Regions from separate parts of the Mus musculus genome. Here regions 1, 3 and 4 are each linked to region 2. A link is a contact called in public HiChIP or PLAC-seq and promoter capture Hi-C data. All regions are on one chromosome and are shown on one strand. The core of a region is the stretch at or near the end of the contact, and the rest is flanking DNA. Distances in the headings are between cores, read along the strand shown.

What was found. Promoter capture Hi-C pulls out the DNA fragments that hold promoters and counts their contacts. HiChIP or PLAC-seq counts read pairs in DNA pulled down with a chosen protein or histone mark.
Region 1: a contact with region 2 is called in an H3K27ac HiChIP or PLAC-seq map of bone marrow-derived dendritic cells, with 3 times the contacts expected there. The contact joins the promoter of Kcnj2 here to the enhancer-like site in region 2. A contact is called at or near these places in 3 of 39 promoter capture datasets (the C10 cell line, hematopoietic stem and progenitor cells and liver), 1 of 484 Hi-C or Micro-C datasets (uterus), 5 of 115 datasets of contacts at active chromatin or transcription factors (bone marrow-derived dendritic cells, bone marrow-derived macrophages, kidney and 1 more) and 1 of 9 other capture datasets (liver).
Region 3: a promoter capture Hi-C map of cranial neural crest shows a contact between it and region 2. The contact joins two enhancer-like sites. A contact is called at or near these places in 2 of 39 promoter capture datasets (cranial neural crest and second pharyngeal arch cranial neural crest), 1 of 484 Hi-C or Micro-C datasets (B cells) and 1 of 115 datasets of contacts at active chromatin or transcription factors (stem cell-derived neural progenitor cells).
Region 4: an H3K4me3 HiChIP or PLAC-seq map of bone marrow-derived macrophages shows a contact between it and region 2, with 8 times the contacts expected there. The contact joins two enhancer-like sites. A contact is called at or near these places in 1 of 115 datasets of contacts at active chromatin or transcription factors (bone marrow-derived macrophages) and 1 of 9 other capture datasets (embryonic stem cells).

What each region holds. Positions count from the first base shown.
Region 1 is chr11:111,064,435-111,067,525 of GRCm38.p6, forward strand. It overlaps Kcnj2 (potassium inwardly-rectifying channel, subfamily J, member 2), which reads left to right and starts at 1,730. Exons shown (of 2, transcript NM_008425.4): 1 at 1,730-1,900.
Region 2 is chr11:110,447,054-110,449,981 of GRCm38.p6, forward strand. All of the region lies in intron 1 of Map2k6 (mitogen-activated protein kinase kinase 6), which reads left to right. Among named protein-coding and RNA genes, the nearest start is that of Gm39446, 28 kb to the right of the region's middle. Within about 2 kb of position 1,453, at least 142 of the 459 cell types and tissues checked have an H3K27ac peak or open chromatin away from gene starts, as enhancers often do. A contact at or near this core is called in bone marrow-derived dendritic cells, bone marrow-derived macrophages, kidney and 2 more, where this site is marked.
Region 3 is chr11:110,960,612-110,963,658 of GRCm38.p6, forward strand. No RefSeq gene overlaps it. Among named protein-coding and RNA genes, the nearest start is that of Kcnj16, 35 kb to the right of the region's middle. Within about 2 kb of position 1,305, at least 34 of the 459 cell types and tissues checked have an H3K27ac peak or open chromatin away from gene starts, as enhancers often do.
Region 4 is chr11:111,163,823-111,166,622 of GRCm38.p6, forward strand. No RefSeq gene overlaps it. Among named protein-coding and RNA genes, the nearest start is that of Kcnj2, 99 kb to the left of the region's middle. Within about 2 kb of position 1,274, at least 7 of the 459 cell types and tissues checked have an H3K27ac peak or open chromatin away from gene starts, as enhancers often do. A contact at or near this core is called in bone marrow-derived macrophages, where this site is marked.

The sequences.
Region 1 (3,091 bases), core at 480-2,979, 620 kb after region 2:
CCTTTTCTATGCCTTGGTCAAGGAAGAGTTAACGTTTTCCGTCTCTGGATTCATTTCGCTTCAGGCTACAACCTGGGTTCTAATATAGTCATCTTTGCAGATTTAACCCAAGCTATTTATAAATAATATATGACTTAATATATGATAAAGAAGACTTTCCTTGTGGGAAAAAATATCCCATTATACAAGGGCTTAAATGGCAACCCTCAGTATTGGGGCTTGATGGGGATTCAGCCTCAGCAAATGAAATGCCATTTGGATATCAAAAGAGTCCCAGGGCTTTCATGATCCATTCTGCACCCTCTTAAGTGTATTGCTCATGCTAGGAAAAGAGGCAGGCTTCTTAAGGTAAAATGAAAATCTATGCACATTTCACCAGCACCTCCTAGGGGCCAAGTGCGGATGTGGGACTAGGAGGTGGGTATCCACTCAGCAGCTCAGAACGGCTCCTTTCAACACTCGTACACATAAAAGTGTGCCCTGCTCCTACCACCTAGAACGCGAAATATTTTGTAGAGGTTGTTTGGTGACTCAAGGCAGTCTTTACGGGCTTAAGTTAAAGGTAGGCAGATGCTTTGGGGTGCTTGAAGCATATTCATTAAACCGGACTGCAAAACTCCGTGGAAGATAAAAGACTCCTAAACGCATCATGTCATTTTAAAAGCAAAGCTTCGCTACGATACCAATGTACTCAGAGATAACATGCACCTGCTTTACACACTCAGTGGAGAATTCATTTATAAATTGTCAGGATGCAGGTGCTAACCGAGGCTGGTTTTTGAAGGTCTGCAGTACTCTTGCCTGGTTGCTGGGAAGGAGGACGGGGAGGCGCTGGAGCGAGGGCAGAGCTGAGAGTCTGTAGGAGTTGCTGTTCCAGAGAATTCATTACTCTCTAATTGTTCTGGTTTTACATGAGCAGAGCTTGCCGGGCGGTGGTGGAGAGAAAGATCGAGGGCGAGGGCGGACAAGGCGAAAGGAACCAGCGGCTCCCTCCCTTCCCCCACACATCCCAGAGAAGTCTAGGCGCATTTTTTTTCTTTTTTTTTTTTTTGTAAGTAATTCACCATCATTTGCGAGGAGAAACGGCCCAGTCAGACAAGCAATCGCTAGCACATCTAAATTTTGCAGGGTATTGAGTGCGGGTCCCGGGACCCTTTCCAGGTTTAATTTAAGGATTATCCGCAAGCTGCAGTTGAGTGCTCTGTGGGTTTCCACAGTCTACAGGCTGGAAAAGGGCTGGAGGGAGACGCACCCCAGTGGTTATTTATTCCCTCCCTGCTGTAGACGTCTTTCCCAGGCACTGACACCTCTCGGGCCCTTATACAGGAACACGTACAGCCGGCCTCCACTGTGGAAAGAAACCGGGAAGTGTGGGTCTCACAGAACCCAGTAGGAAGCTTTGCCCAAGGCCAGGCTGCAATTAGGCAGCCGCATGGAGGCTGAGCTTCCCACCTGTTGCTGTACCCTCTGGGCCGCGACTTCCTCCTCCTCAGCCCAGAGCTGGACTCTCAGACCAGGCTAGGCAGCTGGAGGAGGTAGAGGAAGCCACAGCAGGTTCCGAGGCTGGCAGAGCCAGGGTCCGCGGGTGTAGAGATCCTCCTCCTCCTCCTCCTGATGGCGGTTCCCGGGGCGGGGGAAGCGCAGCCACGTGCGCTCCGATTGGCCAACAGTGGGCAGAGGGCGGAGCCAACAAGGCCGGTTATCACAAGGACCGCCTCCAGGCTATCGCAGAGCGCACTGGAGCCCTGGCCAGCGCGCAGCCTTCCCAGCACCGGCAAGCAGTGTCTTGGGAATTCTCACTTGCTTCGGCTCATTCTCTTTCACAAAAACCACTGGATCTTACATGCTTCTGTAATCCCCACTTCCACTCCATGTCCCCATGATCCTGTACCAGCAACAGGTAAGGGCTTCTGTGTTTTCTTCCTGTTCTCTTCTGGGTTGTCTGTGTGTGTCCAGGGCAATGAACTTGCTCCACAGTCCTCTACCCTACAGCTCCGGCTGCTCCGGAGGTGCCCAGTTGTCAGGCTGCTGTTAATGCTTTCCTCCCGCAAGCTTTGGAGTCCCGGCTCATTGCCTATATAGTTTGTGTGCGCACCAGAACATCCTCAGAGCTAAAAATACTGAGACACGCTTGGAAGAGTTGAGCAATAGAAACAGATTTCTCTGCAGCATCTGTTTGTGCTCATAACTTCCAATGCACCAGCTGTAGGGAGATATTGGGTTTAGAGTCAAGCGCGAGCCTGGCGTGGATTCTTCCTCTTATTGCGGGTGAGAGGGAGGAAGAGAAGGAGACTGGGGCTTGATCGGACCAAGAGACTTAGCACTTAATCTAGATCCTTGGTGTTTGGGGAGGGGGAGTCCTTGCTACAGATACAGCACAAAATTCCAGAGTGAGCTTCTCAAGTCTCAAAGTTCCTTTGCTGAGAAAAAAAGGAAAAAAGTAGCAGCCAGAGTTGGATTTTAGCTTCAAGACCGCAAAACTTTCCCATCCGATGTCGGTCTCCCCTAAGTACTTTGCTATTCTTAGTAATAATGGTGTAAATTCCTCATTTGAAGACAGTGTGGTTTAAGGGAAGCAATGATCGAAGCAACTTGATTCAGGGAGGAAAACGACTGCATCATAACTAGTACTCCTATGACAGTTGAGGGAAAAACCAAGTTAGGAAATGGGTAGTCGCACGTCCGTCTGCTTCAGTCTGTCAGTGGAGATTTGGATGAGGTTATCCATTCTAGAGATTTTCACAAACTCCGAAGATACCTGGCAGTAAATAAAGGCATTGCTTGAAAACCTGTTTTGGTTAAGCACAGAAGAGAATTAATATATCTCCTTTAATCATTTGTTGTCTTTTCCTATTAATAATTAATAGGCAGTCGTATTTCCTCTTGGAAACCAGCTCTGTAGGTGCACTGTGAGCTACCATTACACTTGTCTTTCTCTTCTTACCCACATCTAAGGGTTTTATTTTTATTTTCATTACATAGTTGAGTACACACACACACACACACACACACACTCACTTCCCAACGCTCAGGAGAAAAATAGGTTACTTCAAGTATGGTGGGAACAGTGACAGTCAGGGTCAAGGTCATC
Region 2 (2,928 bases), core at 203-2,702:
AGGCATCCTCATGGTGCCGACTTGCCGGCAGAGCTACTGCAAGGAAGGGACAGGTTCAGAGAAGCGGGATAAACAGATACAGGTGAGGGGGTGTTGAGAGATGAGGGTGGGCAAAAGGGATACCCGGTATGGATGGATGTAGGTAACTACGTCTGTACGACATTGAAGGTGTCAATGGGTTGGAGACACATAACTCAAAAGGTGAGCCGTCAATAAAAAACTCAGGCAAAAGCTTAGCTAAAACTCCAGAGACTTGGATTCAGCAGAGAGGAGGCACTTGAAGTCAGACACTTACTAGGATGGAATGAGGGGCACACACACACACACACACACACACACACACACACACACAGAGAGAGAGAGAGAGAGGGAGAGGGAGAGGGGAGAGACAGAGACAGACAGAGAGAGCACTTAGAAACTTTGGATAGGCGTCAGGGCAACCTGTAGAATAGTGATGAAAGAGCCACTTAGACAGGTAGGAGGAAGAAGAGTCTTAGATGGATTTAAAACAGTCCACGCCCTTTTTTGCCTTTGCATCCGTAGTTGTGAAGGGAGTCCTATTACCTGGTTGGTTGGCTGGTTGATTGACTGAATCAAGTACTCTAGGCTTAGTTTAAAGTAGTCCAGGATGACCCTGATATCCAGTCCCCCTGCCTCTGTCTCTCTAGAGCTGGGAATCACAGCTGTGTCTGGGGAATCTTACACAGGGTTCACGAATGTTCTACCAACTGAGCCTCATGCCTAGCCTGGAAAGTGTCCCTCCACCCCCCCCCCCCCGCCCCGCTGCCCCCACCCCAGGGTTTCTCTGTATAGTACTGGCTCTCCTGGAAATCACTCTGTAGACTAGGCTGGCCTCAAACTTAGAGACCCCACTGGTGCTGGGTTTTAAGTCGTGTCACTTGGCTGGAAAGTCCTAAAAGGGGACTTAACTTGCAGTTCCTTATTTCTTTGCCTCCTGGAACAGCACCCTTTCCGCAGGATAGATCTTAAAACGATTGAAAAGATAATGCTTGAGGCTTGGTCTCATCTTTGTTCCCTCATCCCTCTGCCCAGATTTCTTCCTGCCAAGTTTTACAGCAGATTCTGACCTGTTGGGTCAATGATCCTGACGGGTGGAGGAGACCATGCTGGGACCACTGAATGGCCTCCCTTTGTCTGGCTGTGTGTTTTCCTGACTGTTTATGGTTTCTGACAGGGTTGTTTTTGTTCTAGGGAGAGCTGGCTTGAGAAAGCCAGCTGCTGAGAAAACCAGTGGGGCTTCACTTCCCTCTGGGGTGATCTCCAAGGCTCCCCCACAGAGTTGTGAGTTAGCATCCCAAAGCCATTCCTTATCCACTGGGGTCAACTGAGGCCGCTGCATCCTTCATTTTGATAGAGGAAACTTCAGGACTTCAGGAGCCTGACAGGAGACAGGGTTCCATTTCAACCACCAATCACACATTAAGCCCCGCCCTCCCCTGGGAGGAGTACGTGGGGGAGGACTGAAGGTGGAGAGGAAGAGAGAGTAAATTCTACTTCCCTGACTTCTCCTTCCTTGTTATCAGTCACACTGCCCTCTTTCTCAGAGCGTACAATGTCAGTTTTAGCAAGAAGTTATGCGTAGACATTTGAAAGGAGGCAATTTGGAAAAAAGGTGAACGGAGGGAGGGTTTCAGTTCACATTTGGGATGAATCACACACACACACACACACACACACACTGGGGATTGTAACCTGTAAACCCGAAGCCGAGTCTCCAGCTCAAGCCTGGCCACGCTATGCATGACCCTGGGCACCCCGCTGAAACCTTCAGCAGGGCGACTTTGTATGCAGCCACCGCGGGCATTGGCAAGGGAGGCTGGGAGAACTTCTACCTTAGTCAGCAGGGAGTTGACTGAGTTAGCATCTCCTCTTACCCTGGGATAGGACTCTGGTCAGATGATCTGTGTGGCCAGGATGTTCTGGCCGTGAAGAGAGGCTTGGCTAGTCTCTGTGGGTTCCAGCACACACAGTTCTCCTGTGGAGTGACAGGGGGAACGCAGTGTGCTCGTCGGGGCTGAAGCAATTGTATTTAGCTATCCCTCTTCTCTGTAGGATCCTTGCAAAGGTGGATTCTTCCGGTGAACTCCTAAGAACTTGAGAATCCAGCCTCAGTTCCTGTCTGGATGGCTTTTGTTTGTTGTTGGTTTTTTGTTTTTGTCCGCATTTGTGACGCTGCGCGCTAAGCCTTGGCCTCATTTCTGGGTCAGTCTTTCTTCACGTATTCCAGGCTTCACCCCACCCCCACCACCCAATCCGGCTTTCCTCAAGCCCCTCCCACCTTTCCAACCTCCTGCGCTGCATTCCTGCCCCTAAGAAGTCATGGGTTTGAGATCACATATGTAGCGTCTTCAAAGATTTCTTAGCAGTTAGGAATGCGTGTTGGAACATGTGCAGATGAAATCACGCTATGTCTGGGATTTGCTTCAAAGGACTCTAGTACAAGTGTGTGCGTGGGGGGTGTGCATAAAGCAAGAACAACCAAGGACTGATGGGTTTTTAATGGGAATCTTAGGTGTGGAAGGGTTCGTTACATTGTTCTCCTGTGGGTTTGAGATTTCTCATAATGACTGGCTGATCAACAAAAACGTTTTCTTTATTAACCAAGCTAGAGGTGATCTCTCCCATAGGTGTTTGAAGCTTCTTTGTCATAGAGTTTTTGTTTGTTTTGTTTCTGGTTTTGTTTGTTTGTTTGTGTGTTTGTTTTTTGACATCTGCTTCCTGTTACAGTTGCTGACAGGCAAGTATAGCTTAGTCGTTAGATGGCCATGCATCCTGACCTGCCTAGGTCAGTGTTAGAACACTCCTGTGCCATGTCCTACATTTACCCTAGATATTTAACCCCACCTCCACCCCTTTCTGTCTTTTCTTTGTCTCGGATTGTGTGTGTGTGTGTGAGAGAGAGACAGA
Region 3 (3,047 bases), core at 55-2,554, 510 kb after region 2:
CCCTGCACACACACACACACACACACACACACACACACAATCTTAGCATAGTAATGTATACCTGTAACTACAGCACTGGTTTGGGGATGCGAAATGGGGGATGGGAAATGTGGGCAAGGACATGCTTATCTCAGGTGTTTCCTGGATTCATAAAGGTAAGCTCTAAGTACAGTGGGAGACCTTTTCTTAAAATGTGAGATGGAAAATGACTGAAAAAGGCACACAGAGTCAATTTTTGGCTTCCATATGTACATGGACTAGACAAACTCACTGTGTCTCCCCTGAATATATACAAGCTTGTAATACACATACACTTTACACACACAAACACACACACACACACACACACACACACACAATGGTAGAGTTATATAGGTGAGACTACAAAAAAAAAACAGTGTTATATTGATTGTCAACTTAATCAAGCTCTGTGACCTGCACTAAATATTATCCTCAAGGGCATGAGTAGTTAACATTAGAAAGAACAACCTAATTACTGGTTCCTTTAACATATATACACACATTTAGTGAGCATAAGGTCTACATTAGGCACTATCCGATGTGTGTGGACACAATTCTTGTTCTCAACTATGTAGCTTTATTTCAATGTAATATGAACAAAAGAAATAATACATTATTTGTAAAGATAATGGAGATTAACCAAGTCTTTCCATTTTGGAAAACACAGATCCTCAGACATAAAACCTCTTGACAGAGACCACACCTCTCTTTACTCCTCTGCCCTAAGGGAAATTCTACTTTATAATGTTTTCTCTGACCATGTTATCCCTATATACTTGATTGTTTCCACTGAGTTATTTTCTTCTCACAAAGATGTGAAAGATCTTTAAAATAATTCATCCCATATATTCAGATAACAAAACTCCACAATTATTTTTGACTTCTCATTCCTGTCCTGCTACATAACATAAAGCCTTTATTTTTTTCCTTAATTTCATTTGCTTTTGCCTACCTTCAGCACCCTCACTAACTGCTGGGTAATGAGTGGCAAAAGCCTGGGATAAGAAAAGGCTGGGGGATGGAGCTGAGAGGAAATAGCAAAAGGCAGTCAAGCAGAGAAGTGATGTTTGAGCAGTGACTTATTATAGGAGTCCAGGTTGCGGTTCTTGTTACCATCGGGGACATTTTGATCTGTGATCTGATGGACTAGCTGTGTGAATTTTGTCTTTACAAAAGGAGGGGAAAAAAATTCCATTTGCATAAGCTGGGCATCTGAGCACAGCTGCACTCCCCGTGGAGATTCAGAAGTTCTCAGGTTCTCAGTTCTCCAAATGCAAACAGAAACCTGGTCAGGCTCTCATCAGTGCAGGAGTTAAAGGGCACGTGACTCTGCTAGACAAAACAAGAAGACTTACAGACTCACTGGAAACGTCTAGGTTTTGAAAAGTACCTGATGTGGAAAAAAATTGAAAGAGACAGGAATGGAAAATTCCTTTGCTGGCTTCCTGCTCTCCTTCCTGCTAAAGCAGGATTAGTTACCAGCTGTCAAAAGAAATATCATTTTTGATTCTTATTTTGGGGAAAGGAAAGCATTAGAAAAAAAAATTCTTGGAAGGGGCGCCAAGCAACATGGTCTTGCCTTTTTGCAGTTCATTCTTGAAGTTTGAAACAGCAGCAGAAGGTTCTAAATTAGGAGGCAAAGCATGCACCTCTGTATGAACAAAAGGGAAGCGAGATAAAGGAGGGGATGCACGCCACTTTCTTCCCTTCCAATGTTACCTAATGAAAACAGTAATGGGGTCAGGGACACAGGACTTGCAATGTTGAAGTGGTGATCGAAAGCCATCTCTCAGAGATGAAGACAGGGCAAATACACACAAAATCATCTCCAAGATCAGGTATTTATTGAGACTATGACTGATTAATGCTCAGACGTACATAGAACATGTACATCACTGCTGTCAAGGCCCAGCAAGTGTCACAGAAGAGGACACAGGAAGCTTAAAAGGGACACAGGTGGGGTGGGAGAGAGGACTGGTGTGAACAGTTCTCTGCATGTAGCATGGCCCTTGCAGTCACAAGCAAGAGATACAGCTCACACACAAAACAAACATGCAACTTGCAGGAGAACACGTAGGGAAGAAGGGACGAGGAGGGTCAAGGAGGCAGTGAGGAGACTATGGCTGTAATACTATAAATGTGAATAAAACCAAAAAAAAAAAAAAAGATCTTGAGAGCAGTAGTGTTAGAGAGGCAGGCCCCGTGATTAAAGGTGAGCACTGATTATGTAGAGGAACGGGGCTTTGCTTTCCCAGTACCCAGGTCAGGCAGCTCCCAAACACCTCTAACTTGAGCTCTGCCGATCTGATACCCTTGTCTGACTCCCACTGACAGTTGCACTTCCTTATGTGTATACCTCCCCCCCCCAAGCCCCAGACATACACAGAATGAGAAACAGGGAAAGTGAGCCTTTTAAAAACAGAGGTCATCTTAGTCATAATAGTCATAATAAATGTGTAGATAATTTTAACATCCAGGAGAGATTTTAGATAATATTCTCTTCATTCTAATCCCCTGGAAAATGTAACTTGTGTATCTCTGTGTTCATTATGGTTTAGGCATAAGATGCTCCCTAAAATCTCCGTGCTTGAACACTTGGTCAGTAGATGGTGGCACTGTCTGGAAGTTGAAGAACCTTGAAGGCAAGAGTACACAGGTTGAGGTGCTTTGCGGGCTGCATCTCAGCTCTGATTCCATGGGGCTTATCTTTGCTTTGTGGCTCACCGGGATAAGGAGAGGCAAGCCATCCTAGCCACATGCTTACACCGCTATGCACGCTGACCCTGACATGGTTTTCCAGAGGACAGGTTCTACTCCTTTTCACTGTCAGATATTTGGTCATAGTGATGAGGAAAGAGGCAAACGAAACATAATTCAACCTCTCAGACACTTCTAATAATGTAGGGATCCTATGACCTTGACTCAGCCACCAATGAAGTACAATGAAGTTCATCTTAAGGAACTGCCAACAAAATAGATTGCTCTTTGACAAGGAAAATAGAAATTTGTTTCCTTATCCCTCTGAC
Region 4 (2,800 bases), core at 24-2,523, 720 kb after region 2:
AAACTTTATATGCCCCAGTACAGGGGAACGCCAGGGCCAAAAAGTGGGAGTGGGTGGGTAGGGGAGTGGGGGGAGAGGGTATGGGGGACTTTTGGGATAGCATTTGAAATGTAAATGAAGAAACTACCTAATTAAAAAAATTATAAAAAAAACTTGTATCACAAAAATCTGCTTGAAAGAAAAAGATGTTGATTGTATCACTGAGATATGGTTTGTTCTAAGTTAAGATGAAAATGAACTTCATTCCCTTCTGCATGACCTCAGCAGGATGAGGGATCGCAAGGTAGCACACGAGGCGGCACGATGCCACAGCACAGAAAGGCACTTGCTACTGAGCCTTAGGACCCGAGTTCCATTCTGGAAACTGTGTAGTGGAAGGAAATAACGGATTCCTGCAAGCTGTCCTCTGACATCTACACTTGTGCTATGCTATGTGTGTATATCCCAACTCTCTGCACGCATATCACACAAAATAAAATTTAGGGAAAAATATAGAACAAAAGTTTTAGAAGCAGTGAAGGATGCTACAGAGGGTACAATCTTTATTACAGGTCATTTTATTAGTGGCAACCCTTCGTTGACCTTTTGGTGATGTAACAAATTCAGGAGTCAGGATCTCTATTTATGTTCACTCAAGATATAATTCCTTCATGTCAAACACATAAGAGTTGACATCTGCAGTAATCCTGCAGCGGAAAGCCATCTATGATTCTATATTGTTTCTGTTTTGAAAGTCAAATCCAGTCAGCCTTTTAACATTATATTTGATTACTTTGTTTCTTGTCTTACTGAGAAGTTAAGTGGTTGAATAGAATATCAGTATTATTGTAATTTTTATTGTTTAGGGGAAAGTCTCAGACAGTCATAGCCAGGTACTGTCATGGGAAATTGCCACATGCTTTCATTAGTCTGGAATCAATGCCTAAAATAACTTCATTTCATTCCCCTCAATGACTCTGGAATAATAGTTATACTGTACTCTTCCAAACCAAGGGATAAGTTATATAATTTATCAAATCCATCCTATTAGTATACAATTTGAATTCAGCATTTAAATCCAAGGTGGCAACAACTGGGAGCCTGTTAAATCTCCATTGTTCTGCCATGGCATGCACAAGAGATTGTCAGTAGGAAGCTGTGATGCACAGACAATGATCATATGAGCAAGGTGAAAAGTGTGAGGGAGTTGGAGAAACAACACTTAACTCTGATACACAGAGGGCTTCTAAGCAGCTTCAGGAAGGAGAAGTCACAAGCAACTTCATAAAGGACAGTTTCTCCCACATCAGATAAGGAAGCAGAAAAATAGAAATAGGAAGTGCAGGGTCCTGGTGGGAGCTCAGCTGATATTCCCATTTCTGCTTTAAATACTTTTGTTTTTGCTCAATTTCTTTACTTTACTCTCCAGGCAAGTAGAAATGGTGGCTAGAGAGTAAGAAGTGATATTTTTAAAAGCTCATTTGAAATGCTTCTGTAAGAACAAGATGAGGGCAACTGAACTTTATGGTCAGTTAAGTGTCAGCAGTGTACTTATAACTTGGAACAGTTAGCTTTCATCTAGATGAGAAAGAAAGCTAGGTTACCTCAAAGCCCTGCTTATGTGTCTTTATTTCCACATTCTCCTAACGTCAACAAGCTTTCCCGTGCCCTCAGGAGTGGGTTGGTCACTGCAGCGACAGAGATACACTGACCTAAACGTTCTTGACTTCTCCAGGACTCCTATTGGCAAGGTGGTTAAAATGTTTGCTCCACTGTGCCGTTACCTTTCTCCTCCACGATCTCTCTGGGAATATTTATCTATGAGGAGTTACAAAAAAGATTCTTGGCCTTAGAGGAAAGACAGATGAACAAATTAACCCCTAAGGGATTGTGTTGGCTTTTTCTGGTCATGGTGTCTACCTGGGTTACTCTTTTTTTTTTTTTCTCATATCCTCCTGTATGGAATGCAGAGTAATGAGGAAAACCATCATTAGTACAGAATTTACGGACAAATCCAAAAGTCATCACTCTTCTTCGCTTTTCTCTGATTACTAGATTAAAATAAATAAAGATGGGGAAGCGCCATGGTGTTGTATTTGGTACTGGCTGTTCACATTAAGATGTCATGTGTATTTCCTGGCATAGCTTCTATTGACTTTGTGTCTGGGCTTGAGTGTTAATCATACATTTCAAATTAAAGTGGGAATCGCTGAAGATTTATGGCAGTGTGTGCTTTTTTTTTTTCCTCATGCAGCATAGATCAGACAACTCTTCATGACTCCGTGGAGATAAAGATGGGACTGTTAGAAATAAGGTACCCACCTTTACTATTCCACAGGCTTCTGAATGGACACACAAAGGAGAACAATGTGATGAAAAATCTGTGTTAAAAAAAAGTCGCGTCTGGATGGTGGTGGCACATACCTTTAATCCTAGCAGTTTGGAGGCAGAGGCAGGCAGATCTCTGAGTTCTAGGCCAGCCTGCTCTACATCAAGCATTCCGGGACAATCAGGGCTAAAGAGAAAAACTGTCTTAAGAAAAAAGACAAAAAATACAGAAAGGAAGGAAGAAAGGGAAGAAGGAAGGAAGGAAGAGGGAAAAGAACAGAAAGAAAAGAGAACAAGAAATAAGTCTTTGATTTGCCCTCAGTATCTACTGGGAATTTAGCATTGTAAAGCCTCTACCTAGGGCTAGGGAGATAGCTCAAATGGTAAAATACATGTCTTGTAAGCGTAACGGATTAGATGAGATTGTTCTTCCAGAATATACATGAACAAGCTGAACCGCACTTACAATTCCAGAACTCAGAAGGTGAAGACA